2 separate regions of the Hordeum vulgare genome follow, and region 1 is linked to region 2. The links are chromatin contacts, called in public Hi-C maps. All regions are on one chromosome and are shown on one strand. The core of a region is the stretch at or near the end of the contact, and the rest is flanking DNA. Distances in the headings are between cores, read along the strand shown.

The links. A called contact is a pair of places that touch in the nucleus more often than the background predicts.
Region 1: a contact with region 2 is called in a Hi-C map of leaf, with 6 times the contacts expected there. The contact joins the promoter of LOC123444638 here to the enhancer-like site in region 2. A contact is called at or near these places in 2 of 6 Hi-C or Micro-C datasets (leaf and seedling).

Annotation. Positions count from the first base shown.
Region 1 is chr3H:520,091,962-520,098,367 of MorexV3_pseudomolecules_assembly, forward strand. It overlaps LOC123444638 (UDP-glycosyltransferase 87A2-like), which reads left to right and starts at 3,381. Exons shown (of 2, transcript XM_045121425.1): 1 at 3,381-4,095; 2 at 5,501-6,406. The coding sequence starts at 3,396.
Region 2 is chr3H:519,198,216-519,203,968 of MorexV3_pseudomolecules_assembly, forward strand. No RefSeq gene overlaps it. Among protein-coding and RNA genes, the nearest start is that of LOC123441954, 25 kb to the right of the region's middle. Within about 2 kb of position 2,191, at least 2 of the 3 cell types and tissues checked have open chromatin away from gene starts, as enhancers often do. A contact at or near this core is called in leaf and seedling, where this site is marked.

The DNA.
Region 1 (6,406 bases), core at 2,131-4,630, 890 kb after region 2:
CACCATACGGGCCTCCGGGTCTTCTGCCAAAGTCCCTGCCACGACCTCTTGGGTTCCGTCCTTTTAAGCCATTCCCATCGGACGCGCAGCGCTAGGGATTGATGTTTCATGTTCTAGATCCCCAGCCCACCATGGCACTTGGGCCGACAGATGGTGTCCCAAGCGACGAGGCATTGTCCACCATTTACCTTGTCCTTGCCCGCCCAGAAGAAGGATCACATCCACTTGTTGATTTCCTCGAGCACCCAGACACGCGCGTCCATTACCATTAGATGATGTATAGGTATCGCGGAAATGATAGATTGCCCCAGTATTAGCCGTCCGGGCCGCTGAATCAAACCTCTTTGCCAAGCCGGAACACAGTTCCTCACCTGATCGAGAAGAGGTTGCCAGCCAACCCTGGTCAGGTTCTTGGTGGCAAGCGGGGGTCCAAGATACTTGCAAGGGAACTCCGCGAGGTCACAATGAAGCAAGGCGGACACCCTCATTTGGTCCTCCGGCTCCCCTCTGATCATGATCGTAGAAGACTTCTCGTAGTTGACCCATAGCCAAGCATCAAGGGTGGCTTTGACCAAGTTCAAGTCCTGAGTAGATGGCTTGATGAACAGTGCCACATCGTCCGCGTATACCGAAATTCTCTGCATATCTGTTATCCCCGAGAAGTTGCTGGGCACTCCCAGCTCCAGGGCCTTGTTCACCAATGCTGATAGCACATCCATTGCTATGACGAATAACGGGGGTGAGATGGGATCGCCTTGAGGTAGGCCGCACGCATGTCCAAAGCTCTTGCTAGGTACTCCATTCACTATGACCTTGGTCGTCGTGGTCCGGAGCAAGATCGCTATCCAATTATTCCATCCAGCACCCAAGCCCTTGGCATTCATGACCTCAAATAGGAAAGGCCAAGATAGATAGTCAAACGCCCGTGAGATGTCAAGCTTGAGGAACACCCAAGGTACTTTTCGCGCGTGTATTCTCCTCGCCACATGCCGAACTAGCAGGAAGTTGTCGTGTATGTGTCTTCCCTTGATGAAAGCTGGTTGGTTGTTTCCAACGATCTCCTTCATGCGCCTCCGTAGCCGGTTTTCCAACACCTTTGCAAACAGCTTTGGGATGTTGTGAGGTAAGCTTATGGGGTGGTAGTCACCAATCTCTTCAGCATCTGGCTTCTTGGGGATAAGGACAATGTGCGCCTGGTTTAGCTTCGTAAATCTGCGGCCGTCGCCACCATGTAGCTTGAGGATGACCGCCATCACATCGCTCTTGATGATGGGCCATGCTCTCTGATAGAATGCACCAATGAAGCCTCCCGGACCCGCAGCCCCTGATCATCTCTTCGAGGTCGCTCCTTGATCACTCCCCAAACCTCCTCCTCCGAGATCATCTCTTCGAGGTCGCTCAAGATGTGTGACTATATGCCCCAAAACTATAGGTCAAGGGTATGCCTTCTTCCCTGTTCATTGCCGAAGAGGTTGTCATAGGCCTCGAAGAAGGCCTCTTCTTTTAGCTTTTGGTTCGTGATAATCACGTCGTCGCATTTGACGTGTGTGATGAAGTTCTTGGACCTGCGGCCATTAGCGAGTGCTTGAAACAGCTTCGTGTTCGCGTTGCCTTCCTATAGCCATCTCAATCGAGACCTTTGGCGGTCGATGGTGTGTTCCAGGGCGACCAGACCTAGCAGAGCAAGCTTGAAGGTACGTCGTAGCCACAGTTCGGGCCTCTCAAGGACACGCCGCTCCTGCGCAATGTCCAGTCTAAGGATCACCCAGTTTGCCACCCTCATAAGCAACTTCACATCCCCATCTTTCGTTGCCCCCAAGCATGTAAATAGGATGTCGTGTTCCTGAACAGAGCGTCCAGGCAGCTTGTATGGGTCGACAATTACGGGGTCGCATACCTCGACATTGTTTTGTGGTCCACTCGGAAACAATTGTTGTTGACGCCGACTGGAAGCTCGAGGACCTTGGCGGGCGTGTCCACTCGACGGTTCTCTAGCCTCACGCCCGGTGCGACCGAACCCAGGCGGGCTCTCCATAGAACCCGCCATGAAGACCTCCGTTGCAGGATCACAACTCTCGCACTCGGAAGGAACATCAAACTGATCTAACACCGAGTCGAACGCACCGCAAAGTGATTCGGCGGGCTCGATTGCCGCAATCTGCGGAGACGATGCCTTGCGAGCCACCGCGTGTTTCACCCATCGCTGGAGTCGCGAGCGACCGGATCGCTTGTGGCGACGAGCAGCGGGGCGAACAGTCGACACCGGGGTCGATGGTTGCCGAAGGAGAACGCCGCAAGAACTTGCACGGAGGTGCGTTGCCTAGCGGATCGGGAGCGCCTCAACGTCGAGAGGCGCCTCCTGAAGCCACGCTGAGTCATCGGCAACGAAGACGAGCACGCCAAAACGGATCTCGCGGCCCAAGAACGAATCGCCGCCGGAATACATGACGGAAAATGAAAATTGCAAACTTGCCGGAAGTTGCTTAGACGTCTGCACCACGGTGGGCGCCAACTGTCGTGTGAATGAACCTGACAGTGGAGGTGAGGGATATGAAAGGGGAGGGCAGAGTCCTAGCTACGGCAAGCTTGTACGCACGATGTATGAGTTCAGGCCCCTCTCGTGGAGGTAACAACCCTACATCTCAGTGGGTGCGAACCCTTGTGCCAGAGGGGAGGGGTGGCTTATATAGGGTGTGCTACCCCTCATCAAGTCCCACACGACCAAGGGTTCGAGTAATGAAGACAAAGGTGTGCGTTACTGATAACGTACGTAATAAATGTTACTTATGATGACCAGCCGAATGCCTGCCCTTGGCCTCCCTCGAGTGACTTCTGAACTTCTGCGGTCGACTGGCTTCATATTCTTTCTAGTGGAAGTCTTCTGCCGAGTGGAAAATCTCTAAATGGATGCTCTACCGAGTGACTCATAGCGAGTCAGTCGAAATCTTCCTTGAAATCTTTAAGTCCTTAATGTTGTGCACTTGGGTAGGGCCTATAGGTGAGGCCTATGGCCTTATCCTAGATACATATCCCTATCAGGAGGTGGATGTGCTAGGACTGGGGGACGTCGGCCGACTTAAATGGTCGGCTATGGCCTCGGGCGGAGAGCCAGAGCGACGTCACACAACGTTCATACCGTGACAACGAACGAGGCGCCAGTCAGACCTTTGGGTTTCAGAACGAGTCCATGTAAGGCCATGTCGTTAGGCCACGTGACGGACGCGTCCGATCGCACCCGGGCTCCTTTATATCCACACCATATTTAAACTCCATATGAAAGGGTGTCGGTTCGATTGAATTTTTTTTTTACGAACAATGAGTGGCCGGTCAATTTGCGTGGGGTTTGAGATGGATAGAAGGGTTATGGCTGTACATGACCTAACACCACGCTAGAGATGCGGACCGGTGAAAAGAAAAGGAAAAAAATTGTGACATGTGGGCAGAGAAGAGATTCCTCCCGGCCCAAGTTGGCGGTTAAACACGAGCACAGACTCACCGCAGACCGCACGGCGCGCTCAGCACACTCGACAACATCCTCTGCAGCCGCGGCAAACAGAGCCACACAGGCACACACTCGCCACCAGATGGCCGCCGTCGCGGATGAGCCGTGCCGCTGCCACATTGTGGCGGTGCCGTTCCCCGGCCGGGGCCACGTCAACTCCATGATGAACCTGTCCCACCTCCTCGCCGCGCGCGGCGCCGCGGTCACCTTCGTCGTCACCGAGGAGTGGCTCGGCCTGCTCCGCACCTCCGCCCCGCCGCCGCCCGGCGTCCGCCTGCGCGCTATCCCCAACGTCATCCCCTCCGAGCACGGCCGGGCGTCCGACCACGCGGGCTTCCTCGACGCCGTCGCCGCCGAGATGGAGGCGCCCTTCGAGCGCCTTCTCGACCGTCTCCGGGAAGAGGAGGGGGAGGTCGCGGCGCTCCTGGCCGACAGCTACGTGTCCTGGGTCGTGGGCGTCGGCGACCGGAGGGGCGTCCCGGTCTGCTCGCTCTTCCCCATGCCCGCCTCCTTCTTCGCCGCCTACTACCACTTCGACTCCCTCCCGCCGTGCCTCGTCGGGGAGCACGCCGCGGCCGCCGGTGCTACCGCAGGTCAGGTTCCTCCTCCAAGAATTTTTCAAGAAAAAAAAAAGGAAAAAGGGGTCCAAGCATTTCTGATATGCTGATAACGCTCCTGATTACTGGACCATTAACGCTACTGATAGGATAATGATGCTCCCGATTGCTGAACCATCAGCGTTACAGATTGAGGAACCAAACAACATTTCATTCCATTTATTGGCTGTTGCATCTATCATGTGTTGCGTTTGAATGTACTATCTGATTTACATGTTAATGTTCATGAACTAGGGTCCTTGATAACTCTGCCAAAAATATATAACATTTCACTGATTCAAGTGCCATTGTTTGACTGCTCCATTATTTATGTGCACATCCCGACGTATTTCAAGTGACAGGATACGGTGTAGGCAGCTGCATGTGCAAAGGACCGACTGACGCGGAGCGTGGCCAATAAACATTGCCTTGCCAAACATGAAAACCTTTATGCAAATGATCACATGTAACTTTGAAGTGGGCCTGTCTAGGATTTTTTCACTGTTTTAACCTTTTTTCTAAACATGAGCACAAAATGAACCAGATTTGAAAGCATTTCACGATCTGACCCTTTTAGAAACGCCACAAGCCGTGGCGTTGCTGCCCCACTATGCAATGCCTGTCTATCATGGCGTTGCTGCCCTACAGTGACACGCCTGTCTACCGTGGCGTTTTTTTTTTTTGCAACGCCAGTCTAAAGTGGCGTTGCAGACCCACTGTGAAACGCCAACAGTGCTGGCGTTGCTGCCCAACAGTGACACGCCTGTCTACCGTGACGTTTTTTCTTTCTTGCAACGCCAGTCTAATGTGGCGTTGCAGGCCCATTGTGAAACGCCAACAGTGCTGGCGTTGCAGACCCACTATGGAACGCAGCGACGACATCCAGCCAGCCCACGGCATGCTGCCAGCAACATGTGTACTGCTGAAACGCCATGGACCATGGCGTTTCACGCGTGGCCTGCAACGCCACATTAGACTGGCGTTTGAGTGGGTCTGCAACGCCACATTAGACTGGCGTTTGAGTGGGTTTGCAACGCCACATTAGACTGGCGTTTCTATGTGCGTCTGCAACGCCACGGGCTCTGGCGTTTAAAAAAAGGTCAGATCGTGAAATGGTTTCAATCAGAGTTCATTCCGTGCAATACTTTCATCCCATGGGTCAAAATCGTGAAAAAATCTGCCTGTCTATTTGTTTGTAGCACATGCTATCATATTCTACATGCAGGTTTTTTGTTATAGACAGTCCCAAATAGCCAGAACTGAGCATAGATCAAGCTTGAGAAATTGGTATACCATATGTGTTACTTTTTTATAGTCATTATTATAGTGGATATAGTTTGTTCATCTCAATAATAAACATGGCAGCTTGCAGCATTGCTCAGTCATCCTTTCTTTTATGCAGATAAATCTGATCAGAGAGTTGAGCACTATATTTCAGGCTTTGCTTCAAGTTCAGTAACCTTATCTGATCTGGAGCCCTTAATTCACAACAAGAGAACAGTAAACCATGTACTAGCAGCTGTCTCTAGCATTAAGAGCGCGCAATGCCTCCTATTCACCACTATGTACGAGCTCGAAGCCGGTGTCATCAACTCCCTAAGATCAGCACTCCCATGTCCTGTTCTCCCAGTTGGGCCCTGTATTCCCCACATGGCCCTGGAAGACCAGCATTCCAAGTGCAATGGAGAAGTTACCACCAGTCCAGGAGACTGCTTCACCTGGTTGGACTCTCAGCCTGCGAACTCAGTGCTATACGTCTCCCTCGGCAGCTTCCTCTCTGTGTCAGCCTCCCAGCTTGATGAGATTGCATTGGGCCTGGCATTAAGCGGTTTCAGGTTCTTATGGATTCTCCGTGAAAAGGCTTCCCGGGTGCGAGAACTTGTCGGCGACACCGACAGGGGCATGATAGTGGCGTGGTGTGATCAGTTGAAGGTTCTGTGCCATCCTTCTGTTGGAGGCTTCCTGACACATTGTGGAATGAACTCGACGCTTGAAGCTGTCTTTGCTGGTGTGCCTATGCTTGCTCTACCACTGTTCTTTGATCAACCCATTAATGGTCGTCTAATTGTTCAAGACTGGAAGGTTGGACTGGCCCTGCGGAAATGGGCCGATAAGGATGGCCTGATTGGGAGTCAGGACATTGCAAGGGCAGTTAAGAGGCTCATGGCCTGCGATGAAGCCGATACCAAGGCAATAAGGAGGCGTGCCCTTCAGTGGAAAGAGGTCTGTGGCAGAGCTATCGAAAAGGGTGGATCTTCATATGATAATCTCAGTTCATTGATGGAGATGGTATGCACGTCACGATTTA
Region 2 (5,753 bases), core at 941-3,440:
TCGTTTCCCACCCGCGCGCAGGCCGAACCGATGCGCCGGTCGCCCCCTCGCGCGCGTGGACCCATACAACATTTTTGTCATCCGCGTGCTTCGCTTGTCAGTGGATGCAACATTTTTCGTCTAAATATGTTGCAACCAGCTTCATATTTGCTGCAAGCGTTTTTTTACTATTTTTTGCCCCAGTAAAAAAACTGCATATACGTTTGGTTGCAACTCGAGTTCGTCGGATTTTTCGTTACAATCGATGTTTTTTTACTTTTGCTACAACCGTGTTAATTTTTGCTACAAGCGGCATCATGTTTTGCTGTAACCGTTCATTAAAAAAGTTGCATACACGTCACGTAAATATTTGCTACAACCGACGTTTGACTTTTGCTAGCACGCACCATCAGCTTCGTTTTTTTGCTTCTAGATAATTTTTTTGCTACAAATTTTGTTTTTTGTTGCAACCGTTGAAAAAATTGTTGCATCACATTAAAATTTTGCTGCATAGGGGAAAAATGTTGCATGCGGATCCAACGGTGCGGACGATGCGGGATTAGTGGATCCTACGGCTCGCGCGCGGCCGGCCGAAAGTTTGAGCCGGCGCGCCGGCGCAATATCAGTCCCCTATTTGAAATCGTAAGTTGAAGTTAGCCTTACACCGCCCTTCGTTCTGGCCGACGTGATAACGAGATAGGATGCTGGACTCAGGTGTCTTTGAGAAAACTACTGCTCCCTCCGATCAGGGAGTACACGCCATTTCCCTTGGTTGGTACTCCAACCTTTTGTCCGTGGATAATGCGCACGGTTTGGCAGTGTCAAGTCAAGTAGATTTTGTTTGGGTTTCTGTGGTTGGGACAGCATTGTCTTTCGCAATAATGCATGTAGCTTGCACTGGAGGGAAGTTGATGGGAGCATATTACCAAGATAGGGCTTTGTTATTTGTTATTAAGCTGATGATTAAGGTTATTCCTTTTGAAACAAGATGAGCAAAAAAGTACCTTCCGGTGGGCAGGATCCTCCCTATTGGTGGATAAGGGACGGCCATCTGAAGCTGCAGGACTTTTCCTAGCCATCATTATGCATTGTACAAGTTGTACATCGACTTTTGGTGTAACACAAGAGGCTGTCTCTAGTGGTTAGCCGGAGAAAAGTTTGGATTCATCATTTCAAGAAAGGCCGGGCTTTTCGGGCAGACACTGAGATAAGGGCAAAGTGAGCGACCCCTACTGCATACGTACTTCCCTTCGGAGAAAGGCAACATAAACTTTGGGTCCAGAAAGGGACAGCAGAACGGTAAAGAAAATGATCATTTCTTATGGGCGAGCTAACATCATGTAAATCAAACGACATAATTTTGTGTTTTGATCCTTTTCTGAAAGTTGATCCAGGACACAATTTTATGTTTTGATCCTTTTCTAAAATTTGATCCAGATTTGACCTTATTTTGTAAAAATGAGATTTGACTATTTCCTACCACCGGGGTCGTTGGCGATAGGGTATAACAGCCTACCGTCAAGGTCCCTAACGATAGAAAACTTATCCACGTCAGCGCGACGTATCCCTACCGCCAAATATGCTGACGGTAGCCTGTACAGCCCTACCGTCAAGGTGTCCGGCGATAGGTGTGAACACACATTGTGTCCGATACTTAATTTTTTTACGATAAGGCGTGCAAACATATCAGCAGGGTTATTGACAGCGTTGTTATACCCGTTCTGGATCAACTTTAAAAAAAAAATCAAAACACGAAATTTAGCCACACCGATTTTCATAAAACTGGTATGAAAAATCCCGGAATGGGGCGGCCCATGCACATGACAAGGTGCCTAGGGGTAGACGATTTGTCGCTATTCCCCGACCTACGAGGGGAATAGGATCTAGCTACTCGAAACTAGAGATGGTCCTTCGTCAAGCCTCAAAGAGTTCCACGCTAAAAAGAAATCCACAACAATTGAACTAACTATTTTAGTCAAAACTAAAATAACCAAAAAATATATGTCCATCATACGAACTCAGGACCGGCTTTACAAAATTCTGAAAAATGTTCAGAATGGGAACATTTCGTGCTGAACTTCAAAAAATGATGAATTTGGGATTTTAGTCTTTAACTGGACCAAAAATCTTTCCAGCCCAATGAGCAGCCTGCCCAATGAAACTGCCACCCTACTACCTAGTGGGCGATTCCTATTTGACACTCGTATGCGTTAAAATTGCGGACCTCCTCTGAAGCTTCGCCTCGCGATGCCCTTTTATGCGTCGGCCCAATGTTGTTTCGCTGGTCCTTTGCTGCTTCTTTACTCTCTGTTTCTTTTCTGTCATTTTATTTTTCTTTTCCTTTTTTCTTTTCTTTTTATTTTTCTTTTTGTTTTCTTTTTCTTTTTCTTTTTTATTTTGTTTTCCTTTTTTATGTTTCCATTTATTTTCTTCTCCTTCTTTACTTTCTATATTATGTTATTTTACTTTTCCTATATTATACAAAATATTCTGTGTTATACAAATGGTCATAGTATGTTAAGTAAATGTTCACAGTATTTTACAAAGTTTGAGCATGCATTATAAAAATCTTCATTGTATAATAGAAATTGGTTGATGAATATTTAAACACTGTGTTTTCAAAAAAATTAAATGTATGTTACAAAGATGTTTACTGTGTATTCCAAAATTCTCAAAGCATATTAAAAAATGTTCAGTATGTATTAGAAAATGTTCAACGCATATATTCATATATTTTACAAAAATATTCATCGTATATTACAAAAATGTTCAGTGTGTATTCGAAATTGTTGAACGCATATTACAAAATCTTCAATGTGTATTAAAAAATGTTCAACACATATACTCATATTGTTTTCAAAATGTTCATCATATATTACAAAAATGTCAATACATTTTAAAAAATTTTCAGCATATATCACAAAAAAGTTCACTGTGTATTTCGAAATTGTTTATCATATATCTCAAAAGTGTCAATGTGTATTTAAAAATCATTCATCTTATGTATAAAATCAGTAAATTTTTGTTTTTGTTTCAATAATTATTCACCTTTTAAAAGTTAGTTTGAGTTTCGAAATTTGTTCAGGAAGACATTATTAATTTTTACGTAGTCCATCAAAATCAGCTCCGCTTCACCAAATTCACTTTAGAGCAGTTTTATATAGAAGTTGCAACCATTTCAAGAGAATGTTTGGCTCTCATTTAGCTCCAGCTTCACGGATGGAAAATTTGGTAAAAATGATCTATTTGATTGGATGAGAGATAAGAAACGAAGGGGTATCCACTTACTGATGACAGTGGTGGGTAATTTTCTTCCAACTCCAGCTTCTATAATTTAATGAAGCACTTCCTAGGAAGCTTCACAAAAAACAAGAAGTTGGACCCGAGATTCTAGTTTTTTTACAGAGCGGTATATCATGAAGCTATCCCGTTTGGCTTACGTTTTCTAGAACGCAGCTGAATTTTCTGGAACAAAGCAGTCCCAAACATGGATCTGCCTTCGCGCATAGTACTAGAAGCCAGCCATGTATTTGCGTTGGCTACGCGAGTATCCAGCGGAAGGTCGCGGGCTCGATTCCAACTAGCTTCACTATTTTTTGTTTGTTACACTTTTTTTACGTTCCTCATGGCCTGGTAATGGACCGTCTGTTTGTGTGCGAGCCCTGCACGGAAGCTCTCTACCTAGTGATGACTTTGTCTAAAAAAGGCTACTGATGATTTTGCAGTAATTCCTATTTGTAGCTCGCCCCGAAAATATGCTGAGGGCGCGTTTGGATTGTCGGTTCGGTTCAAATACAGGTGTATAATTGCTACAGACGTCGAACGGTCATTTTTATTTCGGACAGAAACCACACTACGATTGGTAATATATATATATATATATATATATATATATATATATATATATATATATATATATATATATATATATATATATATATATATATATATATATATATAGACTAAATTCGGATTTATAAGACACGCAAATGCGAGTGAGCAAGGTATCGGTATGGCCCAGTTAAATTCCAGTTTTAGCAAGGTTCCGGATCTGTTTTTTCCTTTGTATTATGAAGGTTCTAGATCGGATTTTTTTGTGTTGTTGTTGTTTTATCCACTGGCTATTATCCATTTCTTATCTTTCTATTATTTTTTATTTTCTATTTTTTGGTTTTGTTTTCCTTAAAAAGTTTTCTAAAACACATATATCAAAAAACATATGCACAATTTTATAAATTTTCATGTTTATAAAATCACATTTAAAATCTAAATTTATTTTTTGATAGTACAAAAATCATAAAACTTCTAGAAAATTTAACGATTTTCTTAAAAATATCTACACATTTCAAAGATCCTTAAAACAAATATAATTTTACGGTTATTTACAAATGAATGAAAAACCAAAGTGAAGCCTGTAGATAGAAAGTGGTAAAAACAAAACAGAAAGAAAAATACTTGTTATGCTGCAATCCTAAGAGCATCTTCAATAGCCTTTGTATATTGGATTGCTAAAAACTTGTTATAACAAGAGAAAAAAGAAGGTTTACCAAAACAAACATATTTTTTCTTTGGTAGCCTTTGTATATTGGATTGGTATATTTGCACAAAACACACAATGACATGTGGGGACAGTTTATCATAAACACATTGCACACTAGCATTCGTACATGTATATGTATACTAGCACAACTCGCGTACACGTACACTTACAGACATGCAACACACACACGTATACACATGCAGCACACACACGGACATACACGTACACATGCATCACACACGCGTACACGTACATGTACACACGCGCACACACACTAATTCACGGATCCATTTGTCATTGAGACAAAGTGGGGCTTTAGGAGGCTTGCTAAAAATTTACAAAGTGGCCTTTGACTTAACAAATATGCAAAGTGTTGGTGCAAATATAGAAAGCTTTGTAAAAAAATTGGTGAGGGACCACTTATACAAAGGCTGTTGGAGAAGGTTTTTTGGTTAAGATTTGTAAAATAGCAAGTGAGTGCAAATATACAAAGGCTGTTGAAGGCACTCTAAGAGCCAATTGGTCACCTAACAGTGACGCTATGTGTGTTTGCTTGTAAATTTGTCGCAACTACTAGAATGCCCGTACGTTGCCACGTGTCTTTTAATTTTTATTCGGATTGCATTTTTATATCTATGATGTAAAAAGATTACTTCATAAAGTGGCAGCATGGACTTGGATAGTTTAGATGAGTGTATTTTATGGAATATATTTCAAAAACAGGACAATGTCAAAGGTAATAAGAAATCATTAAACATGGATAAACTTGTTTTGAAATATAGATAATAACTAAAACATTCGAGAAATTAGCACATCCCTTAAAACACCATAGGCACAAATAAACATGACGAAACATGGCACGTGTGTAGAGATCAAGTCCACTTTACTATGTCTTATTAATTTCCTACTAGAGGCACTTGAGAATTCGTCGTACATCATATGAGATGTTGTCTTCAGCTTCATTCGCATAATACTCGAGCAAAAGTGTATCATATTTTTTTCTCACCTCATAACCATCCTTCATGAGAAATGTATCTCGTTAGCGGCAATATTGCTTCAATTTTTTTATGAACATGTGCTATAGGATATTCACCGTACAAATTGGACGTACAAATTTGTTACCATGCCATGAGATCATAAAATGGAAAAAAATAACCAGATTCATCCGTGGAGACAAATATACTATCACTATCTTGAGAGTTAATGACAATAAATATAAAGTTTGCATCGTAAA